6 separate regions of the Mus musculus genome follow, and regions 2, 3, 4, 5 and 6 are each linked to region 1. The links are chromatin contacts, called in public HiChIP or PLAC-seq and promoter capture Hi-C maps. All regions are on one chromosome and are shown on one strand. Each heading gives the region's core, a stretch centred on a gene start, on an enhancer-like site or on the middle of the called end of the contact. The rest is flanking DNA. Distances are from core to core; before and after follow the strand shown. Region 1 holds the start of Rpl13 (ribosomal protein L13). Region 2 holds the start of Zfp469 (zinc finger protein 469). Region 3 holds the start of Il17c (interleukin 17C). Region 4 holds the start of Mvd (mevalonate (diphospho) decarboxylase). Region 5 overlaps Piezo1 (piezo-type mechanosensitive ion channel component 1). Region 6 overlaps Galns (galactosamine (N-acetyl)-6-sulfate sulfatase).

Evidence for each region. Promoter capture Hi-C pulls out the DNA fragments that hold promoters and counts their contacts. HiChIP or PLAC-seq counts read pairs in DNA pulled down with a chosen protein or histone mark. Capture Hi-C pulls out chosen DNA fragments and counts their contacts.
Region 2: a promoter capture Hi-C map of liver shows a contact between it and region 1, with 2.7 times the contacts expected there. The contact joins the promoter of Zfp469 here to the promoter of Rpl13 in region 1. A contact is called at or near these places in 2 of 39 promoter capture datasets (liver and pre-B cells) and 1 of 115 datasets of contacts at active chromatin or transcription factors (pancreatic cancer cells).
Region 3: a promoter capture Hi-C map of pancreatic islet shows a contact between it and region 1, with 2.9 times the contacts expected there. The contact joins the promoter of Il17c here to the promoter of Rpl13 in region 1. A contact is called at or near these places in 1 of 39 promoter capture datasets (the C10 cell line), 6 of 115 datasets of contacts at active chromatin or transcription factors (T-cell acute lymphoblastic leukemia, bone marrow-derived macrophages, embryonic forebrain and 3 more) and 2 of 9 other capture datasets (adipose tissue and pancreatic islet).
Region 4: a promoter capture Hi-C map of liver shows a contact between it and region 1, with 2.2 times the contacts expected there. The contact joins the promoter of Mvd here to the promoter of Rpl13 in region 1. A contact is called at or near these places in 4 of 39 promoter capture datasets (the C10 cell line, the SN4741 cell line, cranial neural crest and 1 more), 11 of 115 datasets of contacts at active chromatin or transcription factors (the SCID.adh cell line, T-cell acute lymphoblastic leukemia, astrocytes and 6 more) and 4 of 9 other capture datasets (adipose tissue, embryonic stem cells, liver and 1 more).
Region 5: a contact with region 1 is called in a promoter capture Hi-C map of liver, with 4 times the contacts expected there. The contact joins the enhancer-like site here to the promoter of Rpl13 in region 1. A contact is called at or near these places in 13 of 39 promoter capture datasets (the 3T3-L1 cell line, embryonic stem cells, hematopoietic stem and progenitor cells and 7 more), 1 of 15 datasets of contacts at CTCF or cohesin (large pre-B cells), 1 of 484 Hi-C or Micro-C datasets (pro-B cells), 15 of 115 datasets of contacts at active chromatin or transcription factors (the NIH/3T3 cell line, acute myeloid leukemia, astrocytes and 9 more) and 3 of 9 other capture datasets (adipose tissue, embryonic stem cells and pancreatic islet).
Region 6: a contact with region 1 is called in an H3K4me3 HiChIP or PLAC-seq map of bone marrow-derived macrophages, with 7 times the contacts expected there. The contact joins the enhancer-like site here to the promoter of Rpl13 in region 1. A contact is called at or near these places in 13 of 39 promoter capture datasets (the 3T3-L1 cell line, 3T3-L1-derived adipocytes, HPC-7-derived erythroid cells and 7 more), 2 of 15 datasets of contacts at CTCF or cohesin (both in the NIH/3T3 cell line), 7 of 484 Hi-C or Micro-C datasets (all in embryonic stem cells), 24 of 115 datasets of contacts at active chromatin or transcription factors (the SCID.adh cell line, acute myeloid leukemia, astrocytes and 12 more) and 5 of 9 other capture datasets (adipose tissue, embryonic stem cells, liver and 2 more).

What each region holds. Positions count from the first base shown.
Region 1 is chr8:123,101,015-123,103,630 of GRCm38.p6, reverse strand. It overlaps Rpl13 (ribosomal protein L13), which reads right to left and starts at 1,281. Exons shown (of 6, transcript NM_016738.5): 1 at 1,186-1,281; 2 at 869-978; 3 at 645-786; 4 at 275-448. The coding sequence starts at 972. Snord68 (small nucleolar RNA, C/D box 68) reads right to left here and starts at 573; the gene lies at 526-573.
Region 2 is chr8:122,228,973-122,231,588 of GRCm38.p6, reverse strand. Zfp469 (zinc finger protein 469) reads right to left here and starts at 1,315. Exons shown (of 3, transcript NM_001362883.1): 1 at 1,178-1,315.
Region 3 is chr8:122,420,688-122,423,303 of GRCm38.p6, reverse strand. Il17c (interleukin 17C) reads right to left here and starts at 1,284. Exons shown (of 2, transcript NM_145834.4): 1 at 899-1,284. The coding sequence starts at 1,185.
Region 4 is chr8:122,442,100-122,444,715 of GRCm38.p6, reverse strand. Mvd (mevalonate (diphospho) decarboxylase) reads left to right here and starts at 1,294. Exons shown (of 10, transcript NM_138656.2): 1 at 1,294-1,422. The coding sequence starts at 1,350. 9330133O14Rik (RIKEN cDNA 9330133O14 gene) reads right to left here and starts at 1,060. Exons shown (of 1, transcript NR_045696.1): 1 at 1-1,060.
Region 5 is chr8:122,516,423-122,519,038 of GRCm38.p6, reverse strand. The region is part of intron 1 of Piezo1 (piezo-type mechanosensitive ion channel component 1); the gene reads left to right. Among named protein-coding and RNA genes, the nearest start is that of Gm26497, 2.9 kb to the left of the region's middle. Within about 2 kb of position 1,333, at least 60 of the 459 cell types and tissues checked have an H3K27ac peak or open chromatin away from gene starts, as enhancers often do. A contact at or near this core is called in adipose tissue, astrocytes, bone marrow-derived macrophages and 2 more, where this site is marked.
Region 6 is chr8:122,584,478-122,587,093 of GRCm38.p6, reverse strand. Galns (galactosamine (N-acetyl)-6-sulfate sulfatase) reads left to right here. Exons shown (of 14, transcript NM_016722.4): 12 at 2,061-2,182. It also overlaps the pseudogene Gm34962. Among named protein-coding and RNA genes, the nearest start is that of Aprt, 8.9 kb to the right of the region's middle. Within about 2 kb of position 1,318, at least 95 of the 459 cell types and tissues checked have an H3K27ac peak or open chromatin away from gene starts, as enhancers often do. A contact at or near this core is called in the NIH/3T3 cell line, the SN4741 cell line, acute myeloid leukemia and 4 more, where this site is marked.

The DNA.
Region 1 (2,616 bases), core at 32-2,531:
AGATACTTTCTGTACCGAGATGCCCCTGAACGTCCTGGTAGGGTGAACGCTCTAGAACAGCATACCAGGCTCCAAGTCAATAGCTCCCAACACTAACAGACACTGGAAAGCCCAGGGACACCATAGTGGCTCCCACTGATCTGCACGCGTCACCGCCGCCCCCAGTACGCTCTAACCTCCCACTGCTGCACTCATGTCAACTCTGCAGAGCTGGATCCAAGAACACAGACTCTATCTACACTGAGCCGGACCTCTGCCGCCCCGCAGGACTTACAGAACTGTCTCCCTTCTTCGGAGCAGAAGGCTTCCTGGGGAACAGGATGAGCTTGGAGCGGTACTCCTTCAGGCGCTGCACGTTGGCCTGCAGTGACTCCGTGGACTTGTTTCGCCTCCTCGGGTCCACAGAGATGCCGATGGTGCGAGCCACTTTCTTGTGGATGCCAGCCACCTGTTCAGAAACAGAAACTGGTCACCCACCTCGCAGTCACCCCACCCCAAGCCGGCCCTGCCGAGAAAACTCGGTGTCATCAGATGGAAAAGGGTTCAAAAGTACTTTCATCAAGTCAGTACAGCGATTCCGGAGAATGTCATCATTCCACCGAGCCCGAGGGACCTGCCAAGGGACCTCGCCCTGCCGCACTCACCCTGAGCTCCTCCAGGCTGAAGCCCCTGCCAGCCCGGACCTTGGTGTGGTATCTCACTGTAGGGCACCTCACGATGGGCCTGATGGGGCCGGACGCGGGGCGAGGGGCGATGCGACGCGCTTTCGCCTGCCGGGCCTTGCGCCTGCAGGAAAAGCACAGCCGTCACCTCCTGCCCCACGCGCGTCCCCGCCCTGGAGCCCACGCGAGCCACGCGCGATCTATACCTGCGGATCTTGCGCGCCGGCTGGTTGAACCAAGTGTCCACTCGCTGCTGCCAATCCTTGTGGAAGTGGGGCTTCAGTATCATGCCATTCCGGCTGGGCGCCATGGCTGCCTAAGGCCGCGAGGGAGAGGAGGGCGGCGAGTCAAGGCCAGGGTCCCCAACCCCGTCCCGGGTCCTCCCGCCCCTGCCCTGGCTCCGTGCTGTCGGCGCCCGGGCTCCTCCATGGCTGTCCGTGCGGCCTCTCTTCGCCGATGACAGCGGATGGAGGGCGATGGAGCCCGATGGACCACGATGGGACCGGCGGCGGCAGAGACTCACCTCCTATACAGGAGAACGGCCGAGCGGAAAGGACCGGGCACCGCAAAGCACCCTGGGCTTGTAGGGAGTCCGGCCAATCTCAAACGCCAATCAAAATCAGGCGAAAGGGAAGTGACGTCACGCGAACCCGCCCGCCGGCGGACCATCGCCTTTCTAGCCGTCGGGTTGGTTATTCTCGCTGGTTCCTAACTTCGCAGTGTGGGTATCTCCGGCGTGCTCAGGGGCGCACCTATGAATTAAACCCCTAAAACTCTTTCTCCCTCCTAGATCCAGTGTTTTTTCCCCGTCCACCCAGGAAAATTTATTATAGATTTGCCTGGAATTTATGTTTCCCCAGAACTGAAGCACGCACCCCCATTCCAGACTTCCCCCCCCACTTTAAGATTTTTATTTATTTTTACTTTATTTGTATGAGTGTCTCCCTGGTTTCATGGCTGTGCGTCGGATCCCCTACTACCGGAGTTCCTGGGTGCTGAGAATTGAACTTCTGAAACAGCAAGCAGCCAGTGATCGTAACTACTGAGTCATTTCTCCAGCCCCAAACTCCCCCATTTACTTAGATAACTCCTTTAGCCCTGACTTAACTCCTCGGGGGGAAATCAGGTGTGACGAAATACAATACTGAATTCCTACCCACAGTAGCAGCGACAACAAAACAGCCAAGGCATACACTGGTCCTACACCTGTATGCCTATAACCTTTTTTCACTCCTCATTCCCAATTACCAGGTTTCTTCCTGATCAAAATTCCACTACAGAAGCTGTAGAAATGGCTCAGTAATTAAGAGGGCTATAAATTTAAAAATCCACATTATACCCGGGCCAGATATCACAGGACCATAATCATAATTCATCTAGAAAATGAGACAGGACAATAGCAATTTCAATGCTTTTTGAGCAACTTAAACCCTCTTTTCTTTTTTTTCTTCTCCTTTTTTTTTAAGATTTATTTTATTTATGTAAGTACACTGTAGCTGTCTTCAGACACACCAGAAGAGGGCATCAGACTCCATTACCGATGGTTGTGAGCCACCATGTAGTTGCTGGGAGTTGAACTCAGGACCTTTGGAAGAGCAGTCCGTGCTCTTAACCGCTGAACCATCTCTCCAGCCCAACCCTCTTTTCAAAATTAAAAAGGAAGGGCTGGCAAGACAGCTTAGAGGGTTGAAGGTACTTGCTGCCATTTTATTCCTGGGACCCACATGGTAGAAGAGAACCAAGCTCTACATGCTGAGCTCATCCATGATATATATATATTTTCTCTGTCTCTCTCTCACACACACACACACAAACACACACACACACATACCACACACGCGTGCGCGCGCGAAAATAATGTCATAATGAAGCAGGCTGAGGATGTAATTCTTGCCTATTGGATGAGAGGCTAAATTCAATCCTCAGTAGGGGGGAGCCATTTTTTTTGAGTGTG
Region 2 (2,616 bases), core at 66-2,565, 870 kb after region 1:
ACTGAAGAAACCCTGTGCCGTCCTCTGCTGCCTTCTCCCATTCACAATAAGGAAGACACACTCTGTTGGCTCTGCCCAGTTGTTTGGGACCTGCCAGGCCAAGCTTATGGCAAAAGGGACCTGCCAGGCAAGCTTATGCCATCCTGAAGGGACTGCTGGCCAGCTGCTGCTCTCCCCGACTGGCCCCGTCAATATGCCCAAGCATTTTGCCCGCTTGTCTGTTATTTTCCGGACTTGGGTGTTGGCTGAGTAAAGACGGTTGGGACAGTGCAGGACACAGAGGCCTCGACACACCTTTGTCCCTCTAACAGGGGGAACTGGACCAGAGTCAACTGGCAGTGTGGCTCTGGACTGTCAGCACCTCTGCTGCTTTCCAGCTGTGCAACACAGGCCACTCTGACCCTCTTCATCTAGAGCACGGGGTTCCACCCATTTCACTAGGAAGATTAAATGCAGTAGTAACACGTGGCACAGTCCCCACACAGCCGGCTCAGAGGAGCCCGAAGAAAAGCCATCAACTGTCTCAGCTGGAGCCCGAGCCCCACTCAGCAGCCCGGCTGTTCCGCTTTCCTGTCTGCTATGCACATCCCTGCTTCTACCCTGGGGTCTCGGGTGCAGGACAGGGTCCAGGCCGCCACTGGAAGTCCGATTGAATCCCGCTACGATACCCTCCCCTTCCCACCATCGCCACGAGGGGCGCAGTGTCTCCGCGGTCGGCTTAGCTTAACTCCGTGGACTCCTCCAGCGGAGCTGCCCCAAAGCACAGGGTGGGTGGGGGCGCGATGGGCCTCCTGGCGGAAGCAAGAGCGTGGTGACCCTCAAGTCCGCTAGCCGGACCCCATCCCGCCCGCGGAATCAGACCTTAGGGGGTCCCGAGCGGGCGGCGGTGGAGTAGCATACGAACGGTTCCAAGTCGCAATGAATGAGTTACCGCTTCACCTCCCGCAGCCCCGTGGCTCCGACTCCCCTGGGCTCTGGTGATGCTTGCTCTGTGCTTCGCAACTCGCGGGCGACATCCCCAACAGCTCTCTCAGGGGCTGGGCCAGGCAGCCCCGAGTTCGGTACTCGGCGCCTGCAGCTCGTCTCACCGTGTGTCGGAACCCGAGGCCAGCCGTGCGCCTGGAGGGCAGCGCGGTGACCGCACCCGTCCCTGATCACCCCAGCGACGCGCACTCACCTCCGCCCCGGCCGCGCGTAGCTCCAGTTCCCGGGACGCGCGGGGCGCCCGCGCCCGGACCGCGTAGCCCCAGCGCTCATCCCCGCCCGCAGCGCCCCGGCCGCCCGCCCGCCCGTCCGCCGGGCACCGAGCCGCCGCGCTGCGCCTGGGGCGGGGTGCGAGCAGAGGGCCGCCTCCCGGGCCGGTCCGCGGGCAGCGCTCGCGCGGAGGCCGGACGCACAGCAGCGCCCCGGCTTGGGTTACACGCTTGCGCCCCCCCCCCCCCCCGCCCCGCCCCGGCTATTTTTAGCACGGCTTTTCCTAGGTGTTGGTTTCATGTGATCCACCTAGCCACGCCGGCCTGGTGGGAAACTCTCTCCCCGGTCACCAACCCTCTCCCCCCACAACACGCTCCTTGGCCAGTTCTACAGCTGGCACGCCGCTGGGCGGAAAGCCTGGCTTCAGCGCAACTTCGGAAACGGCTGCCACCATTCCACCGTGTGGCTTCCAGTCGCAGCTCTATCCATCCTTCGCTCCTCCCAGTCCCTGGGCCACCAAAAGCAACTAAACCTCTTCCTCTGGCTTCTGTCCCGGAAGGTTAGGGCCCGGGCCATAGCTGACACCTGTTTAGGGGAAAATTCAGGTTAAGCCTCCCCCTACCCCCCAGTACATAAGTCTGACACTCTAAGGTGCTGCGGCCTGGAGTAGATGTCCAGCGGGCTTCTGTCATAACACAGAGCTCGAAGTCATCAACCTTGGTGGCTTCCTACTGGGCCATCATCCAGCCTGGGGATGAGCACACTGGAACGTAGTGGGGACCGAAGGAGCTATTTAGGTCTCTAGAGACGGAGGGGCACCTTTAAGATCATCTGACAAAATGCCACATCTAACATGAACCCAAGCTTCACAGATCAGGAATCTGCCAGAGGCCACACAGCTGGAAGAGCTTATGTTAAGATGTTCAGCTCAGCATGAGGGTTCAATGCCCCAGCATTGAGTAAAAAGGCAAGGTGTGGCGTGTATTTGAACCCAGTGCTGGGGAAGCAAGAGCCAGGCAGATCCCTGGGGCTAGCTGGCCAGGCAGCTTAATTTACTCGGTGAGCTCCAGGGTAACCTGTCTCCATAACAAAGCGGACAGCACCTGAAGCCGACCTCTGGTCTCCACGCACACACGTACACGATGTGAGCTCACAGCCCCAGGTCCTGAGAGAGAGAAGATCACTGACTCCACTTTAGATGAACTGGATCACTGACCATTGATCTGTGGGCTTCTCAACAGGCGGGGGTACTTCACGGAAAGAGACCCTGTCAGAAAGAGCCCTTCCACAGCTCCCACCCCCAGTAGGTCTAGCTGCCACTCAGAAGTTCCAGTTTCACTCCTGGGAACACCTTTATCATGCAAAGCAAGGCTGGGCGCAGGCTTCCAGGATGCTTCCTGGGAAACTCCTGGCCTTGGGCAG
Region 3 (2,616 bases), core at 35-2,534, 680 kb after region 1:
TGGGGAGGGAACCATAAGAATGTGCACTCCGGCTCTACCCAGAGCCACTCTGAGCTTCCACAAGCAGCTCGGAGCTCGGTGGGCTGGGCATCCCTCTTCCCTCCATTTTTTTTTTTTTTTTTAATGTGGATGCGGGGGATTTGAACTCAAGTCTTCATGCTTGCCAACTAAATGCTCTTATGCAGTGAGCCATCTCCTCAACCCTCCCACTCCGCTTCCCTCCTTGGAGCTCTATTGTCCTGGGACTGCGCCCCGCTTGCTCTAAAATTTGTAGTCTGAGAATGTGAATGCTACAGACAAAATGGTGCAGGCACTGAGCGGGCTGGCATTCTGTTAATGCTTGATAAGTGATGTTACCTGCATTCCTCCATGGTCTCTGAGAACATAGAGACAGGGGCTTTAGTGAGGGCTCTGGTCTCACTTAGCTCAAGCCTCAGCTGCTTCTTCTTCTTTTTAATTAGCTGAGTCTCTCTCTCTCTCTCTCTCTCTCTCTCTCTCTCTCTCTCTCTCTCTCTTTCTCTCTCTCTCTCTCCTTCCTCCCTTCTCGCCTCACTCGCTCCGGCCCAAAGATTGATTGATTGATTGATTGATTGATTGATTATATGTAAATACACTGTAGCTGTCCTCAGACACACCAGAAGAGGGCATCAGATCCCATTACAGATGGTTGTGAGTCACCATGTGGTTGCTGGGATTTGAACTCAGGACCTCTTCCAGAGCAGTCAGTGCTCTTAACCGCTGAGCCATCTCTCTAGCCCCGCAAGCCCCAGCTTCTTAGGGGAACATGTTTTTAGAGGTTGGGGCGAGTGTGCACCCTGAACAGACAGTGATCTAGGGCTCCGGGGTGGAAATAAAGCTCTCCCCATGCCCCCACCGATGGGGACCCCATCACCCTCACCGATATCTCCATGGTGAGATGGAGCGCTCGTGAGTGTCAGCTTCCAGCACCTCCTCCGGCCGCAGCACGGGGCACTGTGTTCCAGCTAGAGGTCCTTCATGCTGTCTCCTGTGGCCCGTGGCCTCCAAACTGGCCACCAGGGCCACAGGGAGGGCCTGCTCCCACCTGGCACTTCGAGTTAGCAGGTGTGGAGGAGCCTGGCCGTGAGATAATTCCTCAGCAGAGTAGCACCGCAGGGTCCTATGGCTTCGGGGTTTCCCCCAGGACGGGGGATCTTGGTGGGTCATCCCAGTAGGCAACCAGCCTAGAAGCAGGAGACTCTGTGGAGCAAGGCAGGTGCATGGTTAGGGGAAGCCCAGAGAACACCCATTTCCTCCCAAGGTTGCCTGTTCTCAGTGAAAAGATGGGGTTTAGATTTCCCTTTGTAGGTGGGCAAATAGGCTTAGCCTAAAGGCATCCCAAAGGCCCTGCCATCCACCCCTCTGGGATAGGCTGTCATCATGAGGCTGGGAAAGGCACCAGGCTCACCATCACAGTGACGGTGACGGTGGCCATGGCAGCAGACACGGAGCAGCCTCACACCTGGCGACGGTCCCAGTGCTGTAACAGGTGAAGCCTGGCTGTGTGCTTTATACCTGGGGCCACACCTGGGGAAAATCCAGCTCTGCTTCCTCCTCTGGGTCTGTCCCTTTGCATCACAGAGTTATCCAGCTAGGTCCTGAGAACAGCCCGGGCCCTGCCCTGGCCACACCTACCCCGCCCGTCGTCACAGATACTTCGGAGCCCCTGCAAGGCAACCTTTCTACCCAAAGATCCGACCCAGTGGAATGCCCAGGAGAGCACAGGGCCCTGCCTGGCAGGACACTCTGGAACCAGGAACTAGGGCTTTCAGCCAAGCAGTTCTCAGCAGCTCACCGCTTTGATTTGTGTCAGTTCGGCTGTTTGAACTCAGGGACTCTGGGGCTGGCACTGGGGGACTTACGTGCTACATCCTGCCTGACATGAGTCTGTAAGGTTCCAGGCCCTGGACCAGTGGATGGACTTGGAGGTTGTGCTTCCTGCCTAAAGTCACCATGCACCACCACCCTGTGCAGGCAGGAGAGATGGAAGCTAGGGAATGCCCCTAGGTTTGATATGGGACCCTACAAGTTTATAATAATAATAATAAGCCTTTTGTGTGAGCTAGGTATGTTGGCACTTGCCTTTAATCTGAGCACTCAGGAGGCAGAGGCAGGCAGATCTTTGTGAGTTTGAGGCCAGCCTGGTCTACCGAGTGAGTTCCTGGACAACCAGGGCTACATAGAGAAACCCTGTCTCAATAAATAACAACAAGTAAACAAGCAATAACAAACAAAACAAACAAACAATAAACCACCCCAAAAAACAAACCACGTGGATGAGTGTTTTGTCTGCACGTATGTGTCTGGTACCCACGGAGGCCAGGAGTGGACCCTTTGATCTCCTGGAACTGGAATCATGGCTGTAAGAACACCCAGTGCTTTTAACCTCTGAATCCTCTCTCCAGACCCTCTCCAACAGGTTTGTTTGTTTGTTTATTTATTTATTTTTTCCGAGACAGGGTTTCTCTGTGTAGCCCTGGCTGTCCTGGAACTCACTTTGTAGAACAGGCTGGCCTCAAACTCAGAAATCTGCCTGCCTCTGCCTCCCAAGTGCTGGGATTAAAGGCGTGTGCCACCGTTGCCCGGCGTGTCCTGGGT
Region 4 (2,616 bases), core at 45-2,544, 660 kb after region 1:
AGCTGTCAGCCTGACTGACAGGCTGTCTACTGTGGCGCAGAAGGCCTATTCACACACTCTCGCTCTAGCAGAGAGAGCTGAGCAATCGATCCAGCTTCCAAGATGGCAGCCGGCCAACAGCTATCAACATCGCCCCAGGCACATAGCTGCTTGGCTGGTTCATCCACTTCTAGGAATCTACGCAAGCACTCTTATACACAATGCAAGGAAAGTCCGGTGCATGGCTTCCAAGGGGGACGGCTTGAGTCAATTACCGACGGTCTAGACAAACAAGGAAGCTGTTTTGGTGTGCAGCTGGAAAGTGTCCAAGAAACTCAGACGTAGAAAAAGCAGCATGGAAAAAAAAAGCAACTCCCATTCACTGTGTAGAAAATGTCAGCCAGAAGGCTGTGAAAGGATTAGGTACCATCCACACTCCTAGGAACAGAACTGGTGGCCTGGGTGGGTATCGTGTGCTCGCACATCTTCGGAACTCTAAGCCATTCAACAGCCACGATTTTACAGGAGGTGGAACCAGGAAGTTGTATCTGTTTCTGTTGGAGAATGGATGGTTAGTTCTGGAAACAGAGGTGACGGTTGTATCAAGTAAATATACTAAAGGTCACTAAACTGTACCGTAAGAATGACACAGAAATGTGCCGATCCATTTCAGCTACGGAAAAAAAAAAAAAAAAAACGACAAAATTCTTGCTTGTGTGGAGCTTGGGAGAGAAAATGCCCATCTCGGATGCAGTACATCCGCCGGCGCGGCGGCTGGACACCTCAGGCAAGCTGTGAGACCCCAGACTGTGGGACCAGGAGACTGGAGGTTGTGACAAGAGAAGTCAGATTGTGAATGTAGAAGATTCCAGGATGTGGGGCTCGGGCGCGACCTTGGGCTGCGGATCCCTCCGGATTCACCGTCTAGTGAGCTTTTCATGCAGCGTAGAGGCTAGATGCGTATCCTTTTTCAGCTCCGCTGTTTCAGCAGCAGATGGCCCCGCTGTCCCGACGGTCACTCAGGCTATCCAGTGGTGCTTGTGCCAGAAGGAGGAACCTTTGTAAGAAGGAGGCCTCCTACGCCTGCGCAGATACCACCTCCTGCGCATGCGTAGATTCCACTCCCTGAGCGGACCCCGCCTCTCGCTCGCAGCCACGAGCTTGCAGGCACCGGGGGCGGGCTCAGTGTCAGCCGCACATCATTCGATCCTGTCCATAGGCTAAAAAGTGGATCATGGGCTCGGCCTGTCGCCTATTGGACAGCACGGGAAAAGCCCGGCCAGCGGGCCAATCATATGGCAGCGCGTGAGTCTGTAGACACCGGGTAATCGGTGCTGGGCTCTCTAGCTCGGGACTCCAGCATCTCAGTTATGGCCTCAGAAAAGCCTCAGGACCTAATGGTCACCTGCACGGCGCCGGTCAACATCGCAGTTATCAAGTACTGTGAGTGCTGGAGACAACAGTCACCTCGGCCGGGATCGGGGCATAGAGCTGGAGGCTGTAGTCACTGGGACCCCTGGGCTCGAGGGTCGGGTTCCAGAGTAGCTGGGCTGGAAAGGGGATCCTCCAGGCTGGAATGAGGGGGAAGTTCGCCACCGTCAGATCCATGGGCACAGTGGTGGAAATGGGGGTTACTACAACCAGGATCGGGGAGCCTGGGAGTTGGAGACCGGGGCACAGGTGCCGGGATCGATGTGCACAGGGCTGGAGATGAGGGTCACTGCTGCCGGGATTCAGGGTCCTAGGGCTGGAGGGAAAGACCAATGTCCCGGATCTGGAGTAGCTGGGCTGGAGAAGGCTGGGAGGGTAGCTCAGGGATGAAGGGGGCGTTGCCATGCAGGGATCCGAGGGGCGCTGGTGAGGGGCAGATCTTCCTCCCTCCCTGGTGACACTTGTAAACTGGGGAGGTATTGCCGGGACCAGGGCTTCTCACCCCAGTCTCCCTCTGCTCTTCCTTCCACCGTGGTCATTTAGAAGTGGATCCACGCAGCCTGTAGATTCTTGAGTTTGGCTCGTTTCAGTACGCACGCTCTTCCCGAGGATTATCCAGGTGGACGCAGCAGGATTTCATTGCCCACTGTTGCTTAGGCCCTAGAACAGGGGCTCTGTTGTTACCAGGAAAACTGCTGCCACATTTATGGGCAGGTTTTGGTGTGAACTTTCATCCTTCCTAGGAAGAATGCCCTGGCAGCTCTGGGAGAACAAGAGTCAGTTCTTCATTCTGTTAATGATCTGTGGGTTCCCTGGGGTGGCAGTACCCAGCTGGTATTCCCACCAGTGCTACGCCAACCCTTAAGATTTAATTAATTTATTTAATGTATATGAGTACATTATAGTTGTGAACCTTCATGTGGTTGTTGGGGATTGAATTTAGTACCTTTGCTTGCTCCAGTCAACCCCAGCTCTCTCTGGCCCAAAGATTTATTTATTATTATAAATAATTATTATAAATAATTACACTGTAGCTATTTCAGGTGCACCACAAGAGGGGGTCAGATCTCATTACAGATGGTTGTGAGCCACCATGTGGTTGCTGGGATTTGAACTCAGGACCTTTGGAAGAGCAATCGGCGCTCTTATCCACTGAGCCATCTCTCCAGCTCCCCATTTCTTACTTCATCTCTTTGCGGGCCATTT
Region 5 (2,616 bases), core at 84-2,583, 580 kb after region 1:
CACACCTTGCTGAGCCTCTCCCAGCCTGGCAGCTATGGCCTCTTTGGACAGCGTACTCCTCTGTGGGACCCAGGGTCTCAGCGGAGTCTCTGCTCCACCACTGGACACGGCTGCTGCATAGCTGGGACCATAGAAGGACTCCAGGCTCTGCTCTGCCTTGTAGCTCTTTGCCAGTCTAGACACCACTTCCTCCAGGGCTGAGACTGTGGCTGCCCCAGGGTCCCAAGCAGGCCCTGCCCTGCCCTGCCCTGCCCTGCCCTAGAGATGGGTTGCAGTCCTTTGGGCTAGCCTGGTCTCTCCTGTTGGGGCCTCTGCTCAACTCTCTCTGCTCACCGAGGTCTTTCTTTTGGCCTAGAGAGACTCTCCTCCCTTCTCAGAGGGAGGTAGCCTAGAGACTAGGAGGGCAGGCCATCCAAACCTGTTCCCTCTCTTGTGCAGACAGGAGTGACAATGGTGGGGTGGGGGGTTATATGAGACCCTCAACCTTGTTTCTGTGCTGGGCCGAGATGGTAGGGTGAGGTGAGTCTGCTCTTCACCCAGGCTTCCCTCGAAGAAACCATGCTGTTCCTGCACTGGACGCTTGCTTGTCTCCACTTGGGCTGGACGGCCTGCTGCGTTGATGCAGACTAGTGTGAACCTTCACTGTGTTCTCTCCCTGTTGACACAGCCCATCCCTCCAAAGGATCCGGTCATCTCAAGCACACACTGTATCTCTGCACCTTTCCGTCCGTCTGTCCAGCACTGGCTGTGGTAGGGGAAGCTCCCCACAGATCTGCCGTGTGCTTCAGACTCATTTCCAGAGCCATTTACAAATGTGTCTGGCATCTGCTTTGGGAGGTCGCTGTAAGGCTTCTTTGACCAGAGACATATGGGAGCAGCTGGCTCAAAGAGCCTCCAGGGAGTGGTGGATTCTCGTCTCCTACCCTGACAGACCCTGGGCCAGGCTGGGGCTTCTTGAGTAGGTGAGGTCTCCCTTACAGCCCAATCTGCAGGCCCATCTTCATGCTCATGGTGGAGGAGGGGTGGTGACAAACCTTCTGTGTGGTGTACTCTAAAAGTTGTGTGTGGTCCTATTACCCTTACCCCTCCCTCCCTGACCCGGTTCCCACAACGACGAGCAAACCGTTGCTCTGCTCTGGGTCACTCAGAGTCCAGGGGAGCCACCCGGTGGACTTCATTAGCCCTCAGCTATGGCTTGAGGACCCCAGAGTGGATGTTAGCAAGGGTCTTCAGCTTTGTGCTGTAGGGTGAGGGTCTATAAAGGGTTAAGTATGTGCTGGCCTGCAAGGGGCCCTTCCTGCCTCTGGCTGTCCCTATTGTTGCTGGCTCAGGAAAGGCCTGTTTCCTGTGAAATCACAGGCTTTGCCCAGCAGCTCCACCAGAGCAGTCTGAGGCTCTGCCCTCTTTGAGGAATGTCTTTGTCCCCCATGACCCCTCTCCTGCAGTTAGGTGGCAGCTAACCTTCAAGGACAAAGACAAGGAAGGCTGTCTCCTTCAGGCTGCTTGTGATAAATAACATCTCACCTCTGTCCTCTGCACTGCTAAAGTCATGGTTGTGACAGTCACATCAATGTGTTTCAACCAATACGCCACACCACCGGGACCAGGGAGCACCTGGGAACCCTGCATCCCGACACAGCCAGGTTGTGTTGCCTCTTAGTGTTTCTTTCCCTCTCTTCCCAGAAGCAAGAGCTGCACGGCTGACCCAGGCGGGACTCGCTCTCCTGGCTCGCTCTTCTTGCTCTTGAGGGGTGATAATCTTGGAGGAATGATGACTGAGAACGAGACCCTGGAGTGTCAAGTTGTGCCTCTGAGCCTGTTTCCTTGGGTAGAGTGTTCGTCTCTGGACGTAGCCTTTATTTCTCTGTACAGTGTTGGGACCGCTCTACACGGAGGGCAGGCAGGAAGGAAAAGAGGCAGGGGAAAGGGCAGAGCTCAGGGCCTGTGCATCTCCCAAGCTGACCTGTGTTGCTGAGGCAGGACAGGGCGTTCCCCTCGCCTGGTCCCTGGTGCCTCACCTTGCATTTCATCTACCTTTGGCACATACAGCTATGTAGGGTTCTCCTGGCCCTACCTGGGATTAGGAGTAGCCAGGCCTCAATCTCAGTAGCCCATCTCACATTTCCTCGTTGCCAGGAAGCCAGGCATGGAAGTCCCTACCCCTTGCCATCTTGGGTCTCTGGTTTCTGGAGCCCATCACAGATTTTGGACACCGTTCATGTATTTATTCCGGTAAAACATCTATCCACGAAGTTTGTCATCTTAATCTATTTTTGATAGTGTGGTGGCATTAGGCACATCCTCATATGTCACTAATGGCCACCCCAGGACCATCTCATTTTCCTGACTGAAACTTGATAACAGTTAAACTTTAGCCGCGGGACTGGAGAGATGGCTCAGTAGTTAAGAGCACTGACGGCTCGTCCACAGATCCTGAGTTCAATTCCCAGCAACCACATGGTGGCTTACAACCATAATGAGATCTGGGGCCCTCTTCTGGTGTGTCTGAAGACATCGACAGTGTACTCATATACGTAAAATAAATAGATAATTCTTAAAAACAATAATAAATTAACTTTAGCCTCTCCCGCACTCAACACACACAGAACCTCGGGG
Region 6 (2,616 bases), core at 69-2,568, 520 kb after region 1:
CGTGGCCCGTGCTGAAGGGGGTCTCTGCAGCATCCACGGAGTGAGGAGGGCTGATACTGTTAAGAAGTTGGAAAACACCTGAGATCGCCTGAACTACTCAGTTGTTATTAGCCGAACTTTGTCCTGTAAACTGCCGCTGTCCTCAGTTCTCACGGTCTGACTCAGGGTTGAGGCCCAGGTAAAGGGTGGTTGTTACAGACAAAAGGCTACAATCTGCCTCTGCTAGTGTTCGTGAGCTTCTGGTGTGAGAGAACTCCCAGGTCTTGGGCCTTCACTCCTGGATTCCTGGGGTTGTCTTTTTTTTTTTTTTTTTTTTTTTTTTTTTTGGTTTTTCGAGACAGGGCTTCTCTGTGTAGCCCTGGCTTTCCTGGAACTCACTTTGTAGACCAGGCTGGCCTTGAACTCAGAAATCTGCCTGCCTCTGCCTCCCGAGTGCCACCACACCGGGCTCCTGGGGTTGTCTTAACAAGCCTCAGGTTCTAGCTTCAGACCTAAGATGGAGGTCTCAGCTGCTACACCTGAACTTTGATCTCCCAGGAGAGTGAGCCAACCCGAGTGTCCTGTCCCTTACCACCTCTCCAAAATCAGGAGATTTCTAGCAGTCTGCCTGTCCCCATCCCGCTGTGCATCCAGAGCCAGGCCAGAGGCCTGCTCTGCGGGGAGGATGAAGTGTTACAGCAGGCTGACTTCCCGGAGGTGCCCTGAGGGCGAGCAAGGCACTCACACAACTGCAGCTGTAAGAGAAACCCTAGACCAATTAGCGGGATCTTAATTAAATAGCTTATTTGATTTGCATCCAAATTATAATTTATGAGTTCCATCTAGACCTCTCCATTAACTGTTTGGTATTTTCATGCTAATGGTTGTGGTTTCCTGCTGTGTGCTGCACAGTTTGTCCCCTGGCAGGACGCTCCAGGAGGCCTAGATTCGGGACCCACTTTGACTGTAATATAGCCCACCCTTCCAGTCCCCAACTTGTATCTCTGCAGCTCCTCACAAATGGAACTTCATAGGCTATGGCCTCCCTGCTTTATAGACTGTAAACTGCTGCACCAACCAGCTGTCCATCCCAGAAGTGTTACACAAGGTGCTGCAGACATTTCCTTAGTGAACGGCGCTGCGTGTCAAATGTATACAGACCCTACAGGAAGGTCTCCCACTGCTGAGTTGGCTGACACTAGGGCAACTGAGTCACAGCTCCTGTCTGAGACTGTTGGAGGCGTGGTTAGGGGCATTCTCCATTCCTACATCAGTCCACCCCAAGGAGTACGCAGCGAAATCTCATAGGGGAGGTCCAGGGCAAAGGGCAAGCTTGTACACACAAACGGCTGTAATGGAATCAGACTGCACCCAGGAAAGGTAGCCGCAGCAGCCAAACTATCTGAGAGGAAGCTGCAGGGACTGACTCCGTACAGCCTGAGTATGTGTTCCGCCTTCCCTCTGTACCTCTGAAGGCAGTGGTCATGATTCCACAGCCTGTGCCCTTCCCTCGAGCCTGGTCACGGCTGTTTTGTCCCTTACTTCAGCTCACGTGTTCAGCTCTGGGTCTGCGTTCTCTCAGCTTTCAAGCCAAAGGTCCCTCTTCCTGTGTCTGGTCTAGTGACTCACCCTGACTCGTCATCTTCTGAGAGGCCACTGTTCTCCTGGCCGCACACTGAAAAGGCTTTATGGCGCTCTGAGGAGCACTCCTCAAAATCAAAGCGTTAGCCGGTCCAGACGGCTTCATCTGTTTTGAGGCAGGGTCTCCTGTAGCCCAGGCTGACTTCAAACTCAAGATATTCCTACTTCTATCTCCTGAGTGCTGAGATTACAGCCTAGCTGCCCAGACTATTATGGAAAAAACTTGGGGAGCCGCCCAGAGACAGATGCTAAGCAGTTCCTCCTGAAGCTTTCCCCCATCCAGGAGGTGACCAGATCCAACCGCTCTCACGTTCACTCCCCAGGGAACACCGCAGTACCAGGCGCGAGGGATGTGTGAGCAGCTGGACTAGTAGGGCATCTCTGCTGCATGGGCTTCTGGGTCCTGGATGCCCACTTGTTCTCTGTGCCTCTCATTGCAGGGCACTGACTTCTGCCCCGGGCAGAACGTCTCAGGAGTTACAACCCACACCCAGGAAGAACACACGGAGCTACCCCTGATCTTCCACCTGGGACGGGACCCAGGGGAGAGATTCCCACTCAGGTGAGGCAGGGGCAGGGTCTCCATGCCGCAGAGGAGACACTGGCCAGACAGGCCAAAGGTGAGAACCACGTCTGGGTGCTCTGCCTTCCGTGGAGTTACCCCTCTGGTCTCACAGGAAATGGATGCCTTTGTGTGGAGATGAAGAACACAGACATGGGACCCTGGGCGCCCAACCAAGGAGGATGTAGAGCCTACTAACTCCCAGAGACCTCTATCTTCACCTCAGGCCATGGCTGCCATGCTCTCTGGGAGCTCCCCTCCTGCTTTCTCTTCCTGGTTGCCTCTCATCCCTCCCCATTCTGGGTTGAGTTCATTGACAACCCCAGCAATGGATCCTATACTCTAAGCTACCTTCAGGGATGGCCAAGGGCAGGGGTAAGCAAGTCAGCCATAGGAGACATCCATCCACACCAACTAGCCCTGGGACTGACAGG